3 separate regions of the Mus musculus genome follow, and all the other regions are linked to region 3. The links are chromatin contacts, called in public ChIA-PET and promoter capture Hi-C maps. All regions are on one chromosome and are shown on one strand. The core of a region is the stretch at or near the end of the contact, and the rest is flanking DNA. Distances in the headings are between cores, read along the strand shown.

Evidence for each region. Promoter capture Hi-C pulls out the DNA fragments that hold promoters and counts their contacts. ChIA-PET counts read pairs in DNA pulled down with a chosen protein or histone mark.
Region 1: a promoter capture Hi-C map of trophoblast stem cells shows a contact between it and region 3, with 2.7 times the contacts expected there. The contact joins the enhancer-like site here to the promoter of Lsm11 in region 3. A contact is called at or near these places in 23 of 39 promoter capture datasets (the 3T3-L1 cell line, the C10 cell line, the HPC-7 cell line and 14 more), 2 of 15 datasets of contacts at CTCF or cohesin (the NIH/3T3 cell line and large pre-B cells), 15 of 484 Hi-C or Micro-C datasets (the 63-12 cell line, the BV-2 cell line, the C2C12 cell line and 7 more), 16 of 115 datasets of contacts at active chromatin or transcription factors (the SCID.adh cell line, craniofacial prominence, embryonic basal ganglia and 12 more) and 6 of 9 other capture datasets (adipose tissue, embryonic stem cells, embryonic tail and 3 more).
Region 2: a contact with region 3 is called in an RNA polymerase II ChIA-PET map of memory CD8 T cells, with 227 read pairs. The contact joins the promoter of Nipal4 here to the promoter of Lsm11 in region 3. A contact is called at or near these places in 3 of 39 promoter capture datasets (embryonic stem cells and neural stem cells), 1 of 15 datasets of contacts at CTCF or cohesin (embryonic stem cells), 8 of 484 Hi-C or Micro-C datasets (embryonic stem cells, epidermal suprabasal cells, stem cell-derived primordial germ cell-like cells and 1 more), 7 of 115 datasets of contacts at active chromatin or transcription factors (embryonic stem cells, large pre-B cells, memory CD8 T cells and 1 more) and 4 of 9 other capture datasets (adipose tissue, embryonic stem cells, liver and 1 more).

The regions. Positions count from the first base shown.
Region 1 is chr11:46,196,398-46,200,138 of GRCm38.p6, forward strand. Cyfip2 (cytoplasmic FMR1 interacting protein 2) reads right to left here. Exons shown (of 31, transcript NM_133769.3): 30 at 2,594-2,741; 31 at 1-70. Among named protein-coding and RNA genes, the nearest start is that of Mir7239, 28 kb to the left of the region's middle. Within about 2 kb of position 1,679, at least 4 of the 459 cell types and tissues checked have an H3K27ac peak or open chromatin away from gene starts, as enhancers often do. A contact at or near this core is called in trophoblast stem cells, where this site is marked.
Region 2 is chr11:46,163,816-46,167,723 of GRCm38.p6, forward strand. It overlaps Nipal4 (NIPA-like domain containing 4), which reads right to left and starts at 2,544. Exons shown (of 6, transcript NM_172524.3): 1 at 2,419-2,544. The coding sequence starts at 2,461. It overlaps Gm35624 (a long non-coding RNA gene), which reads left to right and starts at 2,188. Exons shown (of 7, transcript XR_001780199.2): 1 at 2,188-2,337.
Region 3 is chr11:45,942,914-45,947,026 of GRCm38.p6, forward strand. Lsm11 (U7 snRNP-specific Sm-like protein LSM11) reads right to left here and starts at 2,022. Exons shown (of 4, transcript NM_028185.2): 1 at 1,549-2,022. The coding sequence starts at 1,999. Thg1l (tRNA-histidine guanylyltransferase 1-like (S. cerevisiae)) reads right to left here. Exons shown (of 6, transcript NM_001080969.3): 6 at 2,392-4,113.

The DNA of each region.
Region 1 (3,741 bases), core at 429-2,928, 250 kb after region 3:
TCAGGATGGCAAAAACCTCATTGTTCAAGATCTGGTACTTCCTGATGCGGTCAGCCATCTTCTTCAGAGGCTGGAGAAGAACGGGGAAGCTGAGGTTAGGATTGGGGTAAAGTGGGAGGCAGAGAGGGGGCTGCAGTCCAGATTCCTGACATTCCATTAGTCACGTTTCCCTTTTCGTTAAAGATCTTCTCTACAGTTCCCAAATAAAACGCTAAAGGTTGCTGATAACCTTTGCAAGTTTCAAGGCTTATAATAAAGCTACTATAATCAAAGCTCCGCAGTACTGTCACGAAGACCAGTGAAATAGAACTGTACGGCTAGAAACAAACTATGTTGAACCAAACGACTCTGAACAGGATGGGCAAGACATCTGAAGTATGTGTGAGTGCCAGGGGTAACATTTTCAACAAATCCTGGGAAAACTGGAATCCTATGCAGATGAATGTTAGACCTTATATTATAGACTCTATTCAAGAATAAGTAGGAAATGAATAAAAGGCTTCAACATGAGACAAACTATGAAGTTCTTAGAAGAAAGCACAGGAGTAAACCACCATGATGTCAGATTTGACGGCCAATGCAGAGGGAAATGAAGACTTGTGTGCATTAAAAGATATCATCAACAGAATGAAAGGTAGCATTTATAAAACAGGCAAGTAGCTGTTGTTCTGAATATATATAAATGCTATAATCCAAGGCTACTAAGGTGGCTCAGTGGGTAAAAGTGCTGTCACGTCTGAGGATCTCAGTTGGATCCCAGACCTCACATGTCAGGAGAAGAGAAATGACTTCATTATGTTGGCCTCAGACCCCTACCCATGTGCTGCGACAGGCCTCTCCAAACATACACACACACACACACACACACGCTCTCAAAGGAAGTAAGCATGAGAAAAATTTAAGGAGCAATTAAAATTCAAAGAAAAGACTCAAAGGCATTTCTCTACAGAAGACACACAAAGACCCAATGATATGCGGAACTCTGTACTCTTGGGTGTTGCTGGTGGGAATATAAAATGGTGCACCCATTAGGGAAGACAGTCTGGCTGTTCCTCAAAAGAATTAAAGAACATTACCAGATGGTCCAGCACTTAGACTTCTGAGTGTATACTTCAAAGAACCGAAGGAGAGACTCAGTAAGCTGCCTAAGATGTGTGAGTTCAGAGTTCTGTTGTTATTCTTAGTTGCTAAAGGTGAATGCAACACAAGGGTCCATCAGTGGGCTGTGTTTCGCATACAATAAAGTACTAGTGAACTATAAAAGAATGGGATTCTGACATGCTGTGGGGTGGATGGGCCTTATGAAATGTGATGGGCCAGTCACACAAGGACAGAGACTGTTGTTACTGTTAAGGTATGCAAAGTCCTTACATTCATGGGGACAGAAAGAAAAATGATGGCTGCCAGGCACTGGGGAGTCATTTAAATGGACACAAAGCTTCAGCAGGAGAAAATGAAAATTCTCCAGGGATGAGGATGAGGGTGGCAGGATACTGTGAGGGTATTTAAAGTAACACTGAACTGGATACCGGAAAATAGTTACTAACAATAACCACAACTCTTAACCCCTCCCCCTGTTGTTTGTAAGGACGCTCCTACATCTTCCTGGACAGCTCCTCTGGGCCAGACCAGACAGATCAACCTTCCTAGTGCTGTGACCCTTTAATACAGTTCCCATATTGTGACACCCCCACCCCCCAGCCATAAAACTATTTCATTCCATAGCTGGGCGTGGTGGCGCATGCCTTTAATTCTAGTACTCGGGAGGCAGAGGCAGGCAGATTTCTGAGTTCGAGGCCAGCCTGGTCTACAAAGTGAGTTCCAGGACAGCCAGGGCTACACAGAGAAACCCTGTCTCGAAATAAAAACAAAACAAAAAAACCCAAAACCCCAAAAAACCAAAAAACCAAAAAACCAAAAACAAAACAAAAACTATTTCATTCCTACTTTCTAACTATAATTTTGCTACTGTTATGAATGGCAATGTAAACAGCTGATGTTCAGGATATCTGATGTGACCCCTGTGAAACAGGCCTTCAACCACCCCCCTCTAAAGAGGTTACAACCCAGAGGGTGAGGACCACTGTGTTAGCCACCCAGCTATAAGCCTCCATGCTGTGTGGCAGCTGCTCCCTGTGTCTGGAATCCACCCAGGCCACTGGCCCCATGTACTGCCCATCATCCAACCCAAGTCCTAACTTCTACGAAGACTTCTGACTTCCTCCCCACCACTGCCGTTCAGTTTAAGGGCTCTGTTTTCTTATAGCACCCAACAGCCATGGCTGTAGTGTCCAGTCCCAGTGCCTGCCATGGCTGTAGTGTCCAGTGTGCTGTGGCAATGGTGGCCAGCACCAACAGGGTCTGCTTGGGTCAGGGAAGTGACCTTTGAGGTCAGGAGTCCAGGCTTGCTTCTCAGGGTTACCCAATCCGTCACAGCATGTTCTGGGCAGGCCTTTTCTGAGCATGTCTCTAACTTGTGAAGTGTCTGTGCATAGCCATCGCTCGCCCTCCATAAGCAGCTCATCCTACTCCTTCCTCAAGACAGCCCTGTTGCCAGACCTCACGTCTCAGGCCAGCCATATCATCTGCTTACCACATTCTTAATGATCTCATCCTTCCCGTCCTGCCTCTGCACCTTCAGCAGATGATAACAGAAGTCAAACAGGTCAAAGCGCCGCTGCTGGCCCAGCAAGACAATGATGGAGCAGCCGGCCCAGTTCAAGCCGTCACCGAAGCACTGCCTAGGGTCGGGAAGGAAACGGTATGAGACTGAGGGAAAATGCCCTTGCCAAAGTACAGCTACCCCATGGAGACAACAGTCAGCTTGGAGGAAGAGAAGAACACATGAAGGAAAACACAATCAGACTCCCTCTCTGTCTCTCCTCCTGCCCACACATATATGTGCAGGCCCGAGATGGAGGGTGGCTATCATCCTCAGTTGGTCCTTCCCTTGCTTTCTCAGTCTCTGTCCCTAAATCTGGCTTGGCCAATGCAGTGAGACTGCTCAACTCACTGGCTAGATCGCTAGTGAAACTGGTTGACAAGCTTCCAGACATCCTCCAGTCTCAGCCTCGCTAGTTTCAGGACTACAATTGCCTCACTTGGCTTTTTTTGAAATGTGTATGTTATATGATGTGTCTCTATGGATGGGCACACACGAATGCAGATGCCCACAGGAGGCAGAAGCCAGTGGCGGCAAGTCCTCCCACAGCTGGACTAGCAGGCAATTGTGAGACATCTGACATGGGTGCTCGGATCCGAACTTTTGTCTTCTGTAATAGCAGTGTGGTGCTCTTACCCACTGAGCCATCTCTCTAGCTCTTCCCCTGGCTTTTAAACATGGCTCCTGGGGACAGAACTCAGGTCCTTGAGGCTTGCACTGAGCCATCTCCTCCACTCTAATCAGCCTTCGAGACTCACATGGCTTGTCTTGAGGCCAGTCAGAGGAGGCTGTGTTGGCTCCTTGGCCTCTCAGAAGCCCCACTGGAGGCCGCAATGACCAGGAGACATGTTGATGACTATAGGGCCATTCTTCTGTCATTTACTTTGTTCCCAGCCTGCCCCGGGCAGCTCCCCCACTTCCCGTCACAGGGTTGGAAGGATATAGTCCCTGCAGCTTGTTGGTCTTTCTCTTCCCCTCCCCACCCCTTCTTTCCCTGTCTTTAGTCCCAAAAGGACCAGTTAGTCACCTCTGCCACATCACCCTCAGTATGAAGCTAGATGGATGCAGAAGAGGGGGCT
Region 2 (3,908 bases), core at 1,294-3,793, 220 kb after region 3:
TAAGCCTAGAGTTTTCAGACCATGCTGGAGTTCCTACTCTGGGCCTGGATGGATCTCAAAGCCAAGACCACGGAGCTTGAGATGTGGCACATCTGCATCAGAATAGCATCTTTCGTGGAACAGAATAAAGCCAAAGTTGACTTTTGAATGTGCCCCAGAATTGTGGAGAACAGGTATAGGAGCCCTTTAGAAAACCCAGCTGGTCTTGGATGTAGCTCAGTAGCAGATGTATCTTAATGGTAGCACACTAGCCTGGGATGAGCAATGCCGTAGGTTCCACACCAGGTACCAGAACAGGGAAAAGGAGGCATTCATTAAAAAACAGTGAGAGGTAAAAAGGGTGGCGGAAAGCAGAAGGGGAGCAAATGTGAGCAAGGCACAATTATTTATGTGTATGGAGTTATCATAGCAAGACCCTCCATTCTGTATGTTTTTTTTTAAGCGATAAAGTGGAAAATAAAAACAAAACAAAACAGCCCATCTGACCCTCCTATGTTCTGCTATGGGAATTGAAGTCCCATAAAGAAAACAGAAGCTGGGACCGAAATCCCAGGAAATGTGTGTGTGCTTTGCTGTGAGACAAGAAGTCATCTACGCGTAATCAGACTGGTTCTGCATAGCTCACTCTTGTTCCACCAGCTCAGGGCATCCTTGCCCATGAGCCTCATCTGGGGAGTTCCCTGAGCCCAGGAAATGCAGGCAGTAATGTCTGTACCCTCACCTTTCCCCTGCTTTCCCCAATCTCACTGCTAGTGGGCGGAGCCAGAGGACTCACCCCAGCCAATCAGTTCCCCTGAGCACATCCATGGAAGTCAAGTTCTCCCAGTACAGTGAAGTTATAACCAGAGAGAGCTGGTGGCCTAGGGAACCCAATTCAGACGGAGTGCACATGGGAAAAATGGATTCCTTGTCTTTTTCTCTAAAATGTTCTAGGACCGGAGATGTCTGCTGCCTTGGGATACGGGGTGAGGCTGGAAAGTCCCGCCTGGTTGCTTAGGAGACTGAGGTTCAGCCAACACCTAAGAGCAGGCTTCAAGCTCTTCGCTGAAGAAGGGCAGAAGTTAGGGACTCAGAGCATCACACAGGCTGTCCTTCCAAGACAGGACGAAAGTAGAGAAAGTTCCAGATGGAACAGAGAACAGCAGCCACATAGGTCCAGGAGTCTGAATCCAGGAGGTGGTTCATATTCCCCACCGTGGTAGCTGCCACAAATGATTAGACCTGCTGCTGCAGCCTCTGTTTCTACATCTCTAGAATGGGCATAGTGAAATTACAACTCTGTGTCCTGGGGACGAATGGAGAATGGGCATAGTGAAATTACAACTCTGTGTCCTGGGGACGAAGGCCATTGTTAGTATACTTTCCTAACACACACGAGGCCCTGGCTGGGTTCAGTTTCCATCACTGCAAAAACGAAAAGAAAAAGAAAAAAGAACACAAATGAAAAGAATAGAAAACAACAACAACAACAACAAAATGTTTTAAAACCTAGGCTGAAGGCTGAGGAGATGGCTCCTTGGGTAAAGTCTCCTGCTCCCAAGTTCTGGCCCTGGAACTTATGTAAAAGCAGCGAACTCACTTCTCCAACTTGTCCTCTCACTTCCATCACCTCAGGATGGCACTTGTGCCTATAAATATATATCATTTATCACACATGAGAGAGAGAGAGAGAGAGAGAGTGTGTAATATGCACATAGACATATGCACACTAGTAATAAGTAAATTTAAAAATAAAATCAAAGCCCAGTGACTTAGGCTCGCATTTCCTGGCTGAGAGGAACGGAGGCAGGAGAATCACACATTTTAAGCTATTCTGGACAATTTAGCAAGTCTTTGTCTAAATACAACAATAACAACAACAAAAAAAGATAAAACAACTGCCTGCATATCATATTAGAGTTTGTTTCTGGGACTAAATGGAATATAGTTCAGGGAAGGACCAAGGTCTACATAGTTAAGGAATATTCCAGAAAATCGAGGGTATTTCCTAAGCACTGTCTGAGGTCCTTTCTCTCCCTTTTCAAAATGTGTTGTGTAATTTTGGACTAGGGAGCCTCTCTGTTCCTCTACTCTCTGGTTTAGATGATGGAAAGATGTCAACAGGTTATCTAGTTAGCCTGCAGCAAGCCAACACTACTCCTGAGTTTTCTATCCCACCCCTTTCACAGGCCACCTGCCCCAGTGCGCTCTGTTTTTCTTCTTTCTGTTGCTTCAGCTCCCGGCAGCTGCCACTGGGGAGGTGACATCTCCGCCAGACCCGGAACTTCAGGACAGTTTGGGAGCCGAGTGGGAATAAGTTGCTAACCTCCCCTGTTCCCAGCTTTGCGGCCCCAGCAGGTGAGGAGGAGATGGCGAGGATGGTGGGGACAAGGTGAGAAGCGCAGCACCCGCCCAAGTCTCCCTCACAGCCGCACGCACCGTTCTCGCAGCTGCCATTGGCGTTGGCGACCCGCAGCTCCATGGGGACCTGGGCTGACAGCGCCCGAGGTCCGCGGTTCCTGGGCAGGTTGCCGTGACTTGTCCCAACGTGGCTCCGGCAGGCACGGCACGGGAAGCCGCCAGGGTCCGAACCCAGGGGTGGGGAGAGTGACGCGCGCCCCGAAGGGGAGGGTCCTCGGGGAGGAGTCACCCTGTGCCTTGGGCAACACCGGGCGATGGGGAATCAACTCTGGGGCAGGGGCTCATGCCCTTCTGGGGTGCGACCGCAGCTGGGTGCCAGCCACCGAGTCATCCGCCCGTGCCAGGGGCAAGAGAGAGGGGGCGGGTTCCCCGGGCCCGCCTTTCCGGGATGCCAGCACCCACATGTAGCAGAGTTGATACACTCCGGATGGCACAGAGGAAGCCACTTTGGGAGATGGAAGTATCAAAGAAAGGTCTGAGAACTTAGTTCCTCCCCTTCTTCTTTTATCCTCCTGGTCTACTCATCACTGCCTTACTTAGAGGTCTGATCTGTGCTGGGCACTGTGGATGACGGGAGCCCTTAAATGTTCAGTGAATATTTGTGTCTCATGAATGGATGATGGCAGGGGACTGGTAGGCTGAATGGAAGAAGGAAATGAAGTGATTGGCAGTCCAAATGAATTCTGTTCTTACATAGTTCTGGGAGAAGCGAACTAAGACCAATCATTTAGAAGCAGATATTTTCCAAAATCACCGTTCATAAATTTTATACATATATAATAAAATTATATAAGCATACCTGTTTATATAATAAGAGTTGTGATTGAATGTTTATGTGCAAAAGTGATGGCATACACACACACACACATATATATGTGTGTGTGTGTGTATGTGTGTGTAGTGATGGACTCTGTATGTGCTAGTATGTGGGATGTATTGGGTATATTAGTTAGCTTCTTTATGGTACTCATTTCATAATATATATATACATATAAAGTCATCACATTGTATACCTTAAATACACGCAGCTTTCTTACACATATTTGTGTGTGCATATGCGTGTGAGTGTGCAAGCCACGGCACTCATGAGAAAGTCAGAGGACAACTCCCTTTCCACCGTGTCCCTAGGGTCTCAACCCAGGTTAGCAGGCTTGTGCTGTTACCCACAGAGCCTTCTCACCAGCCCTGCAATTTTTATTTGTCAAAAAAAAATACCTCAACACGGTTATAACAATAATTGTAGTGATGGTGGTGATAATAACAAAATCAAGAAAGGTATTGACTCTTCGGATGACGGTAAAACTGAGTCAGAAGGACCCTGACTGCCTGAGCCACGGAAATACTGTGAAGTGCTTGCCATTAGCCAGGCAGTGTTCCAAGTCCTGACCAAATCCGGTTTGTTTAACCCCCATGTCTACCATACTGGGTACATACCTTTATTATCACCAGAGAGCACACTAAGCATAGCGAACAGGTAACTTGTCCTGAATCTCAGCTGGGAACGAGAA
Region 3 (4,113 bases), core at 772-3,271:
TGCCCTTCCTTCAAATCCTAACATGGCCCTTGGAGAAACTCCTTAACAAATCTAACCCTGGTGCTTTGGTCACTTGCTTGCTTTCTGGAGGCTATTCTTTGCGGTATCCACCCATCTCTCGCGGTACTCCATCTGCTTCAGGGTTTCAGTGATGAGGGCTAACACCTTGAGTGAGGTCTTAACTCCAGAAATGAACTTAGTCGTGAGAGCCAGGTGGAGCTGGTCCTCTCACAGTCCTGAGAGCACAGGAAACCCAGAACTGCTCTCAAGTGTTTCCCGAGACAATCTTGGTAGCAAGGAGGTAGCAGGAATAAGTGTCACACTCTGAGACTTGGGTGCAATTCAATAACCTCACAGTGGCAACACACATAGGCAAAAAGAAAGTACTGTAGCAGCTTGTTCCAGAGCCAGGCACGCTCTGTCTTTCTGCTCCGGCTGTGAGAGCCAGCTCTGGGAAATCCTGGCTGTGCTGGGAGGATCTGGTACAGTATGCCAGCCCACAAAGGCTCCGGCAGCAGCGCACTGCTTTTCAGGGTCTTTCTCTCTTAATAAACAAATTTCTAGGAACATAACAAAACAAAATCTCTCACTGAGTTCACACCTTCCATTCCAAAAGAAGCCACTTTAACATTGTAACGATTTAATTAGCAGGCTACAGAAGCTATGACTGGCTAAGTAGGTCATTATGTTCACAGGGCAGATGTCATAACTATTTGATATAGCCCTAGGCTGTTTTTATTCCATTTAAACAAGATCTAAATAGCACATTAGAACCTTTGCTGTTTAAGGCTTCATTCATCCTGCGGATCTATTAGGAAGCTGCAAGAAATTCTCTTGTGCCATTTCTACCTTTAGAATTTTAAAACAACCTGCACACAGGGTAACCTGAGCCTGACAGATAGTCCTGCCCCAGCCAGCCAGTAGCTGTAAAACCGCACCTGTGTTTTGGTAGCATTCTGTGTCTGCGGCACTCCAACACTAGTGATTTAATGTGAACACAAGCCGATCAAGTCCCTGCAGCCCAGGCGGAAACGGCACCCCAGGCGGGGCTGTCAGTTCCCATGCTGGGATAGGAGACGTCTCTTGTGCTATTATGTGAACATATCCATCTCCTCACTCTCCACCTGACCCTCAAATCCCACACACCTTCAGACTGGCTGTGCTCCAACACAACTTCTGTACACCTCCTCAACTCCCTGCAGTGGTCCCCAAGACCTCTCATCATTTCTGCAGACCTCTGATGTTCGCCCCATCCCCCCAAACTGTCTACAAGCCCTACAATCGCTCCGTAAGCCTCATCACTACCGCAGCCCCTCTGCAGCTCCTCACTACCTGGGGGACATTCCTCCGGACATGATAGCCTGTGCAGATCTCCCCCACCCCCACCTCATCCCCACCGCCGTGGGTCGTCACTCTCCCTGTTCCTCAACTCGTGCACAGTCTCTGTGACTCACAGGTGACCGTGCCCGCGCCCCCACGGCCCTCGAGACTCCCGCAGACGCCCTTTGCAAGCCCTGCCTAGACCTCCGGCCGCCCCACAGCACTCACAAGGCATCCGCGTAAGCACATTGCGGGGTGCCTTCTTGCTGCGCCCCGGGCCCTGGCGTCGCGCTCCGGCCGTGCCGTCCGTGTCCTCCTTGACCACCATGAGCCGGCGCAGGCGCTGGATGCGCTCGGGATCCGGGGTGGGCGCGGCGCGGCGACGGGCCCTGGACGAGCTCCCGGCTCCCGTGGAGGTTCCGGTGGAGGTTCCCGCCGAGGCCGGCTCCCCCGTGCCCCGAGCCCGACCGCGCCCGGTGCGCCCGCCCTTCAGGAAGCTCTCGTACTCCGCCACGTTGTTGAAGCAGGGCGCGTTGGGGTAGGGAATGGGCGGCAGGCGAGGTGCGTACAAGGCCAGCAGCGGGTCGAAGCTGTAGGAGCTGACGTCCAGCCGCGGGCTGGGCGGGCTGGCTGGGCTGCCGGCGCGAGCCGACCTCGCCCCCCACTCGCGCTCCTCCATGTTTGAAAGGCCCGCAAGCAGAAGCCGATGGGCGGGAGGAAGGAGCCGAGCCGCCAGAGGGCGGCACTGCGCAGCCGCAGCCGCGGCTCAAGGGGACGCACTGCGCAGCCGCGGCCACCAGGGGGCAGCATAGATTCGCTCTGGAGAGCAGCAGGGGGCGTGGCGCAAGGCAGGGGCGTGCTGAGAGGCGTGACCTGCTCAGGCCTCGCTCCGCCTCCACAGACAGCAGACAGGTTGAGGCTGTCCTCTTGACCTTTTTGTTACTAAAGAAGATACTGTTTATTAGTTCTCGTTTCCCTCCCCCATTGATATTAACTATCTCTTCTGAATTTGAGATCTAACGTCAACAAAATATACAAGTAGGGACACATTATTCGAAAACAAAGCCAACATTTTGGAGGCAGTAACAATTAACCATTTATTTAGTAAAACTCACTGATATTCACAGACAGCTTAGAATGGTTGATGCTCCAGACTCGGGGGGTAGACCCCAAGAGCAGCATTTTAAAGTCCCAGGATGTTCTCTGTTGTTCGGCTTGAGCTGGAGGCAAAGGACAGGAAGACAAGACATATCCCATTTTTCATTCCTGTTAAGTATATTCCTGATGTGGATCAGGCTAGCCTGTCTAAGCTCAAATTACTGAGCCTCTTTTGAGTTCTTATTGTCGTCTGAAATATGACAGGAAGGGTACAGAGTATACAGTGGGTGCATGCTAGATGGTTGAGTGCTATAAAAGACGGGTGACTACATCCTCACTTCCTTTCCCTGCCCACTAAGTTTAGAGAACACTTGGTATCAAAGAAAAGAAAACTGACTCCTTGATGTTCTCCTGACTACTGCAAAATCCAAAGAATCAACACTATTTTTTAGCTCTAGTTCAGCAAAAACTCTTTAAGATATATTTCATGTGTATGCTTGTCGGCATGTATGCCTGTGCACTATGAGCAATCAGACATACACACAGAGGCCAGAGAATGCTGGATCCCCTGAGTTGTGCTCGTTGTGAGCTACCATGTGGGTTCTGGGTCTTCCTTCGGAAGAATAGCCATCTCTTCAACCCCAAAGGAATGGTTTTAAAAGTGAGACTCCTGGAGGTAAGTCCCTCCCCATCCAGCATAGCTGTCTTGCTTCTTGCCATCTCCAGCCACACAAGTCATTCTCCGAAGTGCCACCACCTTCTCAAAGTATCAACCGGCATTCAGCCCGCGCTAGCTGCTTTGGGGTCTTCTTTACTTTCTGTAAGTTTGAAAATGTGGCCCAAAAGAACACTTGACTATCTTTAAGACAGAGATGAAACTTAGCACACTGCCACCACCGTGTGAGCTGCATCGTAGGAGGGAAACACACAGACGAAATAAAGAGCAAGCTTTGGGTAGGTAATGGTACTTGATGACACTTGTGTTCAACCCCGGTTTATTGCTTTAAAAATCCCCTGCCTGCATGAAAACTTCCAGCACCATTCAATGACTGAAAACTTCCAGCACCATTCAATGACTATCTCAGGGCATGCCCAGAGGGAGACTTCCCTGGATCTGAAAGCACACACTTTCTCCAGCGGTTGTCAATGAAACTTGGGTCTTTATTCCCTACTTGGCCAATTTTGATATAACATGCTATCAACCTACCATTAAGTTAAATTTGCTCATCAGGAGCTAATGATCTTACTGCCTCTCTAGTATGCTGAGGGAATTGCTTGCCCAAAGTGCTATAATGTTCATAGCTGTGTATCAGAAACATTTGGGCTTTTAAAAAAATCACTGAAGAGTCCCAAACATCCACATGGATATCTTACATTGGCACTTTCAAATTCAACATTCAAATGAACATTTTAAAAAAATGTACCCAGAGGTCTCTGGATGTCTGCTATGTGGGGACATGCATCCTAGCTTAAGACAAACACACAAGTTAAACTCATTCTGTAGGAACCAATTAAGTAGGCCAAGGAGCTGAAGTCTTTATTATACTTTTTTTTCCTCTTAAAAAGATTTTAGCAGTTACCAAACATGAGCTCTATTGCTTCTTCCTGGGGAGAGGGGAGAATGGGAAGGAAAAACACCGGCATCGGCAGATGGAGTGTCAATTAGTGAGGGATGAGGCCAGACGCTGCTCTTTC